Regions from separate parts of the Pan troglodytes genome. Here region 2 is linked to region 1. Evidence: chromatin contacts called from public HiChIP or PLAC-seq data. All regions are on one chromosome and are shown on one strand. The core of a region is the stretch at or near the end of the contact, and the rest is flanking DNA. Distances in the headings are between cores, read along the strand shown. Region 1 holds the start of SEC24B (SEC24 homolog B, COPII coat complex component). Region 2 holds the start of GAR1 (GAR1 ribonucleoprotein).

What was found. HiChIP or PLAC-seq counts read pairs in DNA pulled down with a chosen protein or histone mark.
Region 2: a contact with region 1 is called in an H3K4me3 HiChIP or PLAC-seq map of stem cell-derived excitatory neurons, with 6 times the contacts expected there. The contact joins the promoter of GAR1 here to the promoter of SEC24B in region 1. A contact is called at or near these places in 5 of 7 Hi-C or Micro-C datasets (blood, induced pluripotent stem cells, a lymphoblastoid cell line and 1 more), 1 of 1 datasets of contacts at active chromatin or transcription factors (stem cell-derived excitatory neurons) and 1 of 1 other capture datasets (stem cell-derived neural stem cells).

What each region holds. Positions count from the first base shown.
Region 1 is chr3:110,888,707-110,894,329 of NHGRI_mPanTro3-v2.0_pri, forward strand. It overlaps SEC24B (SEC24 homolog B, COPII coat complex component), which reads left to right and starts at 2,976. Exons shown (of 23, transcript XM_016952010.3): 1 at 2,976-3,385. The coding sequence starts at 3,253. It overlaps LOC104006165 (a long non-coding RNA gene), which reads right to left and starts at 2,168. Exons shown (of 6, transcript XR_010156667.1): 1 at 1,781-2,168; 2 at 1,321-1,484; 3 at 1,072-1,126.
Region 2 is chr3:111,266,019-111,271,641 of NHGRI_mPanTro3-v2.0_pri, forward strand. It overlaps GAR1 (GAR1 ribonucleoprotein), which reads left to right and starts at 3,069. Exons shown (of 7, transcript XM_063809738.1): 1 at 3,069-3,139; 2 at 3,738-3,986; 3 at 5,546-5,623. The coding sequence starts at 3,746. CFI (complement factor I) reads right to left here and starts at 3,093. Exons shown (of 15, transcript XM_063809737.1): 1 at 2,949-3,093; 2 at 2,425-2,562.

The DNA of each region.
Region 1 (5,623 bases), core at 1,726-4,225:
GAACCCAGGAGGTGGAGGTTACAGAGAGCCAAGATGGCGCCACTGTACTCCCAACTGGGTGACAGTCTCAAAAAAAAAAAAAAAAAAAGAGCTGACATTTCTTGAGCTAGAGATAGGCGTTCAGTTGTCCAAGGCTCCCACTTCTGTTATAGAGAATAGAGTCCTAAGTTGGGGATGACAAATAGTAACACATGTATTATTTCACTTCCATATATGCAGCAGAGATTAATTCAATTACCCACTCTTTCTCACTGAACAGACTTGGCCTTAGCATCTGCATCAACACTATACCTCAAAGAATCTGAGTTGACATAGGAAACGTCATAATTGGCATTTGTGATACTGTAATCACAAATCTACAAAATATCACTTTTATTGGTCTGTGAAAGATTGAAGAGATGTCCTGAAAGAAAGGACCATCATCTTCCAAAGTAAGAGAATGAACCAATTCAGCTTAACTCTGCTATTCAAAAGCAGTGGTCCTCAAACTTTCCCATGCATCAGAATTGCCTGGAGAGCTTGCTGTAGGGCCCTATCTCCACCACTTCTGAATCAGTAGGTCCAGGGTTTGGGCCCACAAATCTGCATTTCAAAAACTCTGAGATCTACCATTGTAGAGTATACTGGAACAAATTCTAAATATGAAAAACTGAAAATCTTTTGACAGCAAGACAGTAAATCATAACTAGCATAGCTTTATGAAGAAAAATGTAAATTAACCCAGTATAGTTTATAGTAAAGCAATGGTCTGGAGCTAAATAAACCTTGGTTTGACCGCTGGTTCTGCTAATTCCAGGTTCATGATTTTTACTAAGATTACTTGAGCTCTATAAACATTAGTTTCTTCACAGATAAAATAGGGATAAGAAAAATATCCCATGGAGTTATTGTTAGGATTAAATAGAAAAAAATACATATCTAGATTTACAAGCACCGTGCCTAGTAGATGGTTCAATCCTATTCATTCAATTCTTCATCCTTTTTTCACTTATAGTAGTAATGGAAATTAAAGCAAAAGAGTGAAATATTTTCATAAAGGTTGTAGTGTTTGTCAGGAGGAAAAATATCTACCTTCTAGAAGGGGTGCCACGGCAGCGACAGCACAAGGCCCGTGCGTGTGGGGTTCCTGTAACAAAAGAAAGGCATATGAATGTATAATATTTAATGTAAGTTTTACATGGCACCGGAGCCTTCATAAGGAAACGAAGATCTGAAGAAACCTGAGCGTTTTATACCAAGCTTGATGAAGAGTAGACTGTTATGGAAAACTGTGATAAGACAAAAAGATGGGCTAAGGGCAGTAAACTGGGGGAAACCTACCAAGGCCTATTCATTTAGATTCCTCTTGGCGTCTCTCTGTCTTCACAAATAAGACTGCTTCTTTTCTCCAGGTATAGAGAGGGCATCTCTCACATGAGGGTCTTATGACCTGCTTCATGGGAAGGTCAGAGTCCTCACACCTGCCATTTCTCAAATTCCATCAGCTTAAAACATTCAATATGCCAAGGTGTTATATTTTGGGGTAGTGTGCCCTGAACACCATCATAAACATGCTAGAAAAATTCTACAGCAAATTAGTGGACAAGGGGAAGGAGCTTAGGTATTAAAGATTGTGGAGAAGATCTATTAAAACACAGGGCCCCAATCCTCCTCTTAAGGAGTCTCCCCTTAAGAGACAGGGTTCACTTTCATCCCATATATTTCTGATTAAAATGAGCCTCTTATACCCAGGAGAATACATTCCAGGTGCAGAAAGCCAATTACCTAGTTATTCCCTTACCCACGTAATTATAGACCTTAATCCAAATTCAAAGGACTCCTGGGAGATGCTGGAATCTGTAATTGTGTAATCTCTTTGATGAAGCACAGAGTGTGATCTTTTGCTCATGTGGGGCTAGGTTTCTGTGGCGAAGCTGGAAATGCTGTGGAAAAGGGCTTGCCCCTTCTGTGTATATGAACTCTAACGTAGTTGAAATTCCTAGAAGTCAAAGATATAAATCTAACTACTAAAATTCATTTAGTGCATTAAAATGCCAGTTATTAATTTACGGCAACAACTAAAGGGAAGCTTTGTATTATTCTAGGACTATAATGCAATTTATGCTTTGCATAATCATTCAGTAAATGACTTATTGCTCCAGAAATACCATCTTGCTAGATCCCATTCTGAATTCAGTGTTTCTGAGCAATCTCATCTCCAATACAGAGTGATGACATACTCAGGATTCCAAGACGGCAAAATGACTTGGGTAATGTAGTCTAGGGCCTGCCAGTGAGTATGCTGAGACAGACCAGAAAGACTTAAAGATTCCACTAATGTAGACAAAGCAAGCTGAGCCACAACTTCTCGGAACACCAACAGGATGCACCAACAATTGACAAAAAAAAAAAAAAAAAAAAGGAGATAAAGTTTAAAGTTTGTCTTCCAGCATTCCCTTACCCTATTTTCCCCTTCCTCTTCCCTACTTTATCAGTGGGAAAAGTTCTCAATAATGCAATTCTTACTGAGATTCTTGTGTTTATCAGAGAAATGTTTCCTCTTTCTTTGCCAAGGAATTATATATTCCCAACAGACATGGCGCTTGAATGCTATATTTCCTTTGGAATCAAGAAAGGGGAGGTGGGGGAATCAAAAATTAAAAACCAAACCCAAGCCATTGTTCCTCTTCGAGGAAGGGTGGGTGGTCAGTCGTCGCCTGAGCTCCGAACATCAACCCGCGGCTCTCAAGTTCCCCTCCCAGTAATGCTGGGCCCAGCCTCGCCGCGGCCGATCAAGCCTCTGCCCTAGGTGGAAGCGGGCCACCCGGTCCCTTCACCCACTGAGGCCCAGTCCTTTCGCCTCAACACGAAGGCAGCCTGGCCGGGCCGGAGCAGCAGCCGCGGGGCCGGCACTGGGGGCACGGAACCCCGGGCCAGACTCAGGCCTGGGCCAGCTCGGCTCCGGCCTGCAGGGGGCGCTGCGGCGGCACCGGCGCGAGGCCCGCGCGTGCGGGGAGCGACCCCAGGTGTAAGTCCCGGGGCGTGGGGCGCGTGGGTCAAGGCGGAGCGACCCAGGATCCCCGCGCCCGCGGCGGCCGCGGAGCGGCAGCGCTGGGCTCGCGGAGAAGCTTGGGCACCTGAGCCGCGGTCCCGGGTGACACCCTCAGTGACGCCAGGCGCGTTCCTTCCTCTTCCTCTCTCCTCTCCGGCCCCGCCTTCCCTTCCCTCCGCCCACCTCCCTGAAGCGGAGCCGCCGTCGCCACCAGCGCCGTCATGTCGGCCCCCGCCGGGTCCTCTCACCCGGCCGCCAGCGCCCGGATCCCGCCCAAGTTCGGCGGAGCGGCCGTCTCAGGAGCCGCAGCGCCCGCGGGCCCGGGTGCGGGCCCGGCGCCGCACCAGCAGAACGGTGAGGCGGGCGGCCCGGGCGGAGCGCGGGGCCTAGCACCGGCTGGGCGGCCTGCACGGCCACATCGGGGCGGGGCGGGCCGGGCCGGGAAGGGCGTTCGGGGCCAGGCCCGGCCCGAGGGAGGGGAGCGGGCGCGGTGCGGAGGCCGCGGGGTCCGGGTTGGGTGCGGGTAGGGGGCAGGGAAGGCACGGCGCGGGGCGCGCGGGGGTGGGACGCCCCTGGCGTGGGGGCGGGGGCCGGCCTGGGAAAGCTGGGGCCGTGGCTGTTTATGTAATGCGACCCCAGGCCCGAAACGGCCTGGGGCGAGTAGGGGCGACTGAAAAGCTGGGAGCCCACGTAGTAAAACCCAGTTACCTAGCCTGGACGCGGGCGAGTTGCCCCGAGCGACCCCTTGGCTGCGAGAGCTGGCCAGAAGCCGAGGCCGCTGAGTGCGTGGTCCGGAGAAGGCTGGTGCAGCCACCCAGCAGGGTGGATTGTGCCCTTCCTGTCTCAGGAAAATTGCTTCGGTTCCCGAGGCCCAGCGAACACGCTGCCTTGAGGAAACTTAAGTTTGCACTCAAGTTTGTAGACAAAAGGGTGTAAATATGCTATATAAGTGTAACTGTAACCCTGACCCAGTTCGGCCTCAAGAACTGTCATTGCCGCTGCGGCTGCTGCTCAAGCTTTTGGAGTTTGCTTGTAGTGTTTGAAAGGGAGCAGATGTAAACGGATTTAAACGAACATCTTTAGATCTGGGTGTTTTTCCTAGCTCCACTTTCAGAGATGGAAAAACGTGCCAGAGTTGGCCCTGCTTTGAGGCAGGGCCTTCATACAGGCAGCAGCCAAATGCAACACGAAAGCCGCTTTCATATTAAGGTCGTGGGCTTTTAGTAGGCTGCAAAATGATCGTCTCTAGGATATGCATTCCCTAATGCTGAGATTTGGAATGTTCGCGGATAGGGGCCAAGGGTGGAGGAATTCTCCTTACAGACTTCTTAGTATGTCAGATGAGAACCTTGGAAAGTAATTGACTGAATTTAGAAAAATACCTCTGTCCTGTGTTGGTACGAGAACCAAACTGCATTAGTACTCTCCAGATGATTGACCTGTTTTATCTAATTTCCTAATGAAAATCTGCTGGACTTTATGAATTAGTTTAATCAACATCTAAGTTTTACAACTGATGCTTTTCAAACATGAAGTGTATCGTTTGTCCTGAGGATCAGAAGTTGAGTGATACTTTAGCCTTAATATTCTTTGGATCAGCCTTACCTATCAGTATTACATGCTGTACTCTCAGTAGTCATTGTTTACTATAATCGCTTTTGGATATGACCAGTGTTATTGGTGTTGTACACCTGTTCTGAACAAATGTAAAAATACTATTTGTGAGCAGTGTTTGTTCTTGTAACCTTAATATAAGTTCTTGTTTTTGTTTGTTTTTAAAATAGCTTTATGAAGGAACTAGAACACGATAATTTAGTAAAAGAGCCCAAGTCTTTTAGAACATCGTAGACTCATGTTTACCAGTGATTCAAGGATTGTGTCTTTCCTTGATTTTCTGAATATGCATTATCATCTTAGTGAACAGTTTTTAAAGTGGCAAATGTTTATTACAGCCTTATAAATTTTGTGAACACTCAAGAATGCCAGGATATGTACTCAGCCAAGTGTAATCAGGATGTTAAAATCTGTAAGAACAAATCAATGTTTTGATGCCAAATATAGATGATGCTTGAGTTCTCTTGTTTATAATCACTACTTTCCTTTAATGTTGCAATAATCATTTCAACATTTATTGCATGCTTACCAGTTGGGGACTCAAGGTTAGGGTAGCAGATGAGACAGAGTCCCTGCCTCTCTCCTGACTTGCCCTGTATTTGGTAATGTTTGATTGGTTCTGGCTAGCCTTGAGGGACTGGACAGGTTGGGGTGGGAGGGAAAGGTTGACTCTAGGCAGAGGTTACAGCATGAACTAAAGTTTGGAAATATGAAAGTGCAGGGCATGCTTGGAAAGTGGAAGGAGTCAAGAGGTGCAGAGGGTGCTGGGTGGCATGGGAAGCCAAGGCACCGAAGCCGAAAGGAGCAGGTTAAAAGGGGTCAGGTTGCAGAAAGGCCTTAAATGTTATGCTAGGAAATTTGAAAGTTATGGTAAAGTGTAAGAACTAGGGTCAGGTAGAGTACAAGGTCTCCCTGTGTTGCCCAGGCTGGTCTGCTGGGCTCAAGGGATCCTCACACCTTATCCTCCAGAAGGATTTT
Region 2 (5,623 bases), core at 1,819-4,318, 380 kb after region 1:
GATCATTTTGGGGGAATCCAGCTGGCATGTCATGTCAGTACTCAAGCATCCTGTAAAGAGGTCTGTATGGCAAGGAACTGGGGCTGGCAGTAGGCAGCATCAGCTTGCTAGGCATGTCAGTGAGCTCCCTCAGAAAAGGATCCTCTAGCCCTAGTCAAGTCTTCAGTGGACTGCAGCCCCAGGTGATACCTTGACTGCAACCTTATGAGAGACCCTGGGTCAAAATCATCCAGCTAAGCTGCTCCTTAATTTCTGACCCACAGAAATTACACAAAATAATGTTTATTGACACTACAGATTGGAGTGAGAGAAGGTAATACAGATTCTGCTCCTTAACAGGACGCTTGACCTAGAAAGTGCATCACAGAAATACATTCAAGAAAACAGTAGCCCAGATTTTACCAAATTCTTTGAAGATAAAGAATGGCTGTGGAAACCAGCTTTTTTTTTTTTTTTTTTTTTTTTTTTTTTTTTGCATTGCTATAAAGAAATGCCCAAGGCTAGGTAATTTATAAAGAAAGAGGTTTAATTGGCTTATGGTTCTGGAGGCTTTACAGGAAGCATGGTGCTGGCATCAGTTTCTGGTGAGGTCTCTAGAAGCTTACAATCATGGCGGAAGGTGATGGGGAGCCAGCATGTCACATGGCATGAGTGGGAGCAAGAGAGAAATAGAAGAGGTCACAGACTCTTAAAACAACCACATCTCAAGTGAACTGAGTGAAAACTCACTTATCACCAAGGGGATGGTGCTAAGCCATTCATGAGAATTCTGCCCCCATGATCCAATCACCTCCCACCAGGTCCCATCTACGACACTGGGAATCAAATTTCAGCATGAGATTTGGAGGGAACAAACATTCAAACTATATCACCTACTTAACAGACATTTTCATCACATTAACTAGTTGAACAAGGATCTTCAGGCCCTGGAGAAAATCGTTTTACTTCGAGTGACAAGATTTTTGGGTTTAAATAAATATTGAATCTTTGGAAAAGTTATATTGCAAAAAGTGATCTTGAAATGTTTCCACTGCTGCTTGGACTTTAGAATAAGGAAGTCTCAAGTCTTACCGAAAACCACCATGGGGAATTGCAGAACAAAACCGAACAATATTTTCCTTCCCCTAGAACACAACTGTATAACTAAGTGAGGAACCCTTTCCTTGAATCTTCTCAGCCTGAGCACCTGGCTTTGAGAAAAGAGGAAGAACTTTGTGAATGTATGACTGTAGATATAAGATGAAATGTACTCATTTGTGTTTTTCCTTCTTTTTTTTTTTTTTTTTTTTTTTTTTTGAGACGGAGTCTTGCTCTGTTACCCAGGCTGGAATGCAGTGGCGCGATCTTGGCTCACTGCAACCTCTGCCTCCCGGGTTCAAGCGATTCTCCTGCCTCAGCCTCCCAAATAGCTAGGATTACAGGCGCCCGCCACCACGCCTGGCTAAGTTTTGTATTTTTAGTAGAGACAGGGTTTCACCATGTTGGCCAGGCTGGTCTTGAACTCCTGACCACAAGTGATCTGCCTGCCTCAGCCTCCCAAAATGCTGGGATTACAGGCGTGAGCCACAGCACCTGGCCTGATTTGTGCTTCTACAAGTTTTGGATTTCTGAGAAAGAAGAGCAGCTTGACATTTTTAGGAAAGTAATAAACATTTTGACATACTTTTAAACTTCTTGTTCAAGCAAGCTTTTTCTTACTAAGTTTTAAGAGTAAAGACAAAAATCATCTCATTTCAGTTGAAAATGCAATCTGTGTGTGACAATCTCAAGTTCAATTCAGAATTGAGCAAATACACAGCAAAAGACAAGCAAAGGTTTCACACTAAATAGGTAATTTTCATTTTTTGTTTCAAAAATAATACACTTATATAGGCCCATAAAAAGACCAACATTCGTTAAAATCAAATTGCAGCATTTACTAAACTAAAAGAAAAAGAACAAGTAAAGTTTCCTCTCTCACTTATTTTGTTTTTTGTTTGTTTTGAGACCAAGCCTTGCTCTGTCGTCCAGGCTGGAGTGCAGTGGCGTGATCTCGGCTCACGGCAACCTCCGCCTCCCGGGTTCAAGCGATTCTCCTGCCTCAGCCTCCCGAGTAGCTGCGATTACAGGCGTGTGCCACCATGCCCGGCTAATTTTGACATTTTTAGTAGAGAAGGGGTTTCACCGTATTGGCCAGGCTGGTCTTGAACTCCTGACCTCAAGTGATCCATCCGCCTTGGCCTCCCAAAGTGCTGGGATTACAGGCGTGAGCCACCGCGCCCCGCCTACAAAGGTATTTTAAAATCCCATTTACAATAATCCTCTGAATTAGATAGGTACCAAGTTCCACCCTCTTCTAAACACGAGATCAAATATCAAGGTAAGGTCTCAGAGGGTTTGGGTGTAAAAGACTCCAACCAAATTTAATAAATGGGAAGTCATTACCTTTATTTGTGAGAGAAGCTTTGGAGAATGTGGGGGAAGCTGATGTCAAATATAAAGGGCTTAAAGAGAGAAGAGGGAGAGGAGCTTCCAGCACAGTCCAGTTCACAGCCCGTCGGTGCTCAAAACATACTTGAATATCTGGTACAAAAGATAAAAATGATGGTTTGGTTTTCCATAAGACAGCATAGTTTCTTTAAAATTACACACACACATGCATTGCTTTTCTTCCTTTAATTAGTTGAGACCATAGGACAAAAGAAGAGGCATAGTTGAGCGCGTAATGGTGCGAAAATCAAAAGGTTGGGAAGAAACAAGAAACTCAGATAAACGCTTCCGTCGGCTGTGACAGGTTCTGAGGCGCCCAGATCTACTGGACATAGGGCGGCTCAGAAGCCTCAGAGACCTGTCCGCACAGTTGCTGAAGTTAGCAACAAATTAGTGAGTGCTGTTGCGGGCCATTTTGCAGCCAGAGAAGCAAATGCGCAAATGCGCCCAGCCAGTCAGCACGGACTTCAAGAACCAACCTCATTCCTTGCAAGGTGCTTCAGTTCTGGCCGTTAGGGCGGCAACCAAACAGAAACCTGCCCCGCCTCTGGGAGAGAAGGCGGATCCCTAACGCCAGCTATCTCCAAGAGCAACATTGCCGCAGCACTTCCGGGACGTCGTGCTGCAAAGGACGCCGCTGTTATACGTCACTTCCACGGCTCCGCGTCAGGCAAGTTGACCCCTCTGTTGTAAATTAGTGGTTAAGGTTATCTATTATTGCCACTTTTCCAGCGCTAAAGGCTGTTTTGGAACCAGTGTTGCTTGTTCCGCGGGTGATTGGCTTTTTTTTTGGCAAACCAGTTATTAAAGTTTCTGGTCTTTAAAAAACTCTGTGGCGGTACGGTAGCCGAGGAGGTTCCAGCGCGGCGGAAGTACCCCGCGGGTGGGTGTGTGCGCGAGGCCAGGGCCAGAGGGGCACGTGGCGCCGGTGAGTGGCCGTAGAAGCCGGAGGATTTGAAAATGCTGGACGTGGAACCCAGCTGCCGGAGGGAGGGAGGAAGGAAGGGGATGCGGTGCGAAGACCGTGCTGTCTGTAGGGGGAGGAGTTACTAATCATGGGGCGGCAAGGGTGGTGTGTGGTCGGTCGGCGCTCACGAGACCATGGAGAAGTAAACTCTTCACCCATCAGGTTGGTGGCTGTCTGACCGTGGGTAAGGTGACAGGGCTGCTTTTGTCTCCTTTATGGTGTTCTCACCGGGACTCCGAGGGGTTGGAGTATACTCAGAGGCTACAGTGATTAGAAGACATGGGTCGTTTTTTTTCATCAGGGAGGAGAATGTCTTTTCGAGGCGGAGGTCGTGGAGGCTTTAATCGAGGTGGTGGAGGTGGCGGCTTCAACCGAGGCGGTGGAGGTGGCGGCTTCAACCGAGGCGGCAGCAGCAACCACTTCCGAGGTGGAGGCGGCGGTGGAGGCGGCGGCAGTTTCAGAGGCGGCGGCAGGGGAGGATTTGGACGAGGGGGTGGCCGCGGAGGCTTTAACAAAGGCCAAGACCAAGGACCTCCAGAACGTGTAGTCTGTATGCAGTCTTCAATATTTAGCCTATTTGAAGGAGTAGGTGTGGGTTGGGGGTTTGTGTTGTTAGGCAGCAAGTTTGGGACACACAAGCCTGTGTGGAGAATGTAGCATGTAAGTGTGGAGTTGGGAGATCAAGAAAGCTGAGGGATACTTAGAATGCATCATGGGGGTGGAACTTGAGGGTTGACAGGAAGATATTAAATAGGTAATCGTGAGTACTTATCCCTAATTCCCCGATTTTACAGATGAGAAAACTATGATTTAGGGTTAAGTTTTTTTGCTAGGGTTATAAGGTTAGTGATAAGTGATCAATTAGTGATATAGCTGAAATACAGGCTGGGTGCGGGCTCACGCCTGTAATCCCAACACTTTGGGAAGCTAAGACGGGAGGATCTTTTGAAGCCGGGAGTTAGAGACCAGCCTGGATAATAAAGCAGGAGACCCTGTCTGTACAGAAAAGAAAGAAATACAAAGCCAAGTATTCTGACTCCAAAGCCCATGCTTTCTGTTACTACTCAAAAGTAGATAAGTGAGAAAACAATTTGCTTGAGAGGGAAACTGCCAGAGAGGAAATCTAGAAAAATACCTATTTAGGGTAGTTTTAGAGTAATTAACAATGAGATGGGAATGGAAGTCACAGAAAGTGAAACTTACTACATTAAAGAGGAGAGAGGATGAATAGTGTCTAACTAAGAATGGCTTGGATGAGTATGCAGGATGGTTTGAAAGGAGCAGTTTCTAGAATAAAAGGTCCCAGCCCACAAGCTGTTGTACCAGTCCATACATGAGACCTTGAGAGCCTGAATCAGGATGGTGACAGTGAGGAAAAAAAAGGAAGGGTTAGATAGGAGAGAGATTTCAAAGGAAACAAAATCGGTAGAACTTAGCTAATGCTGATAATAAAGGGTTCCAGGTTTTGAGCTTGGGTGATAGGAATGAAGACTTGGTTTTGCAGGAATGTGGTATTTTAGTTTGGGGTGACAGTCTACTTAGAAATAAAGGTAGTTATTTTGAGATTCCAGATGTCCTTGAAAACAATGAATCATTGTTAAAGAAGTGGTAGTGGGAATGGAAAAGTTCTAAGGCAAGATAAAAAAAAAAAAAAAGAATGAAGGCTGATTCTGTTAGGCATTGAAGAAAAGGGAGAACTAAGAGAATGAAGCAGAGTTTTGAATCAGATAATAAGTTATAATAACATAACTGTTACAGGTTGAATGGTGTCAATGTGCCAGGCACTGTTCTAAGCACTTGACATCTGTTATTCCATTGAGTGCTTACATTACTGTATATTAGGTATAGCTATACATTATATGTTATTAGTGCATACTAAAAATGAGACACTGAATTAGAGAGAGGGTGGGTAACTTCTCCTAGGTCACATAGCTAGTGTGTTGTGGAGTTGGTATACCAGCCCAGGAAGTCCTAAGACTGTGGTCTTCTGCCTCAGAGGAGAGCAGTTATGGTGAAGTCCCAGGTAGCCAAAAAGAAAGCTTCCAGAAGCAGTTGGTCAGTATCGTTTGAAATAGTTCTATGTTTTAACATTTTCTTTTGCTGTTTCAGTATTAGGAGAGTTCCTGCATCCCTGTGAAGATGACATAGTTTGTAAATGTACCACAGATGAAAATAAGGTGCCTTATT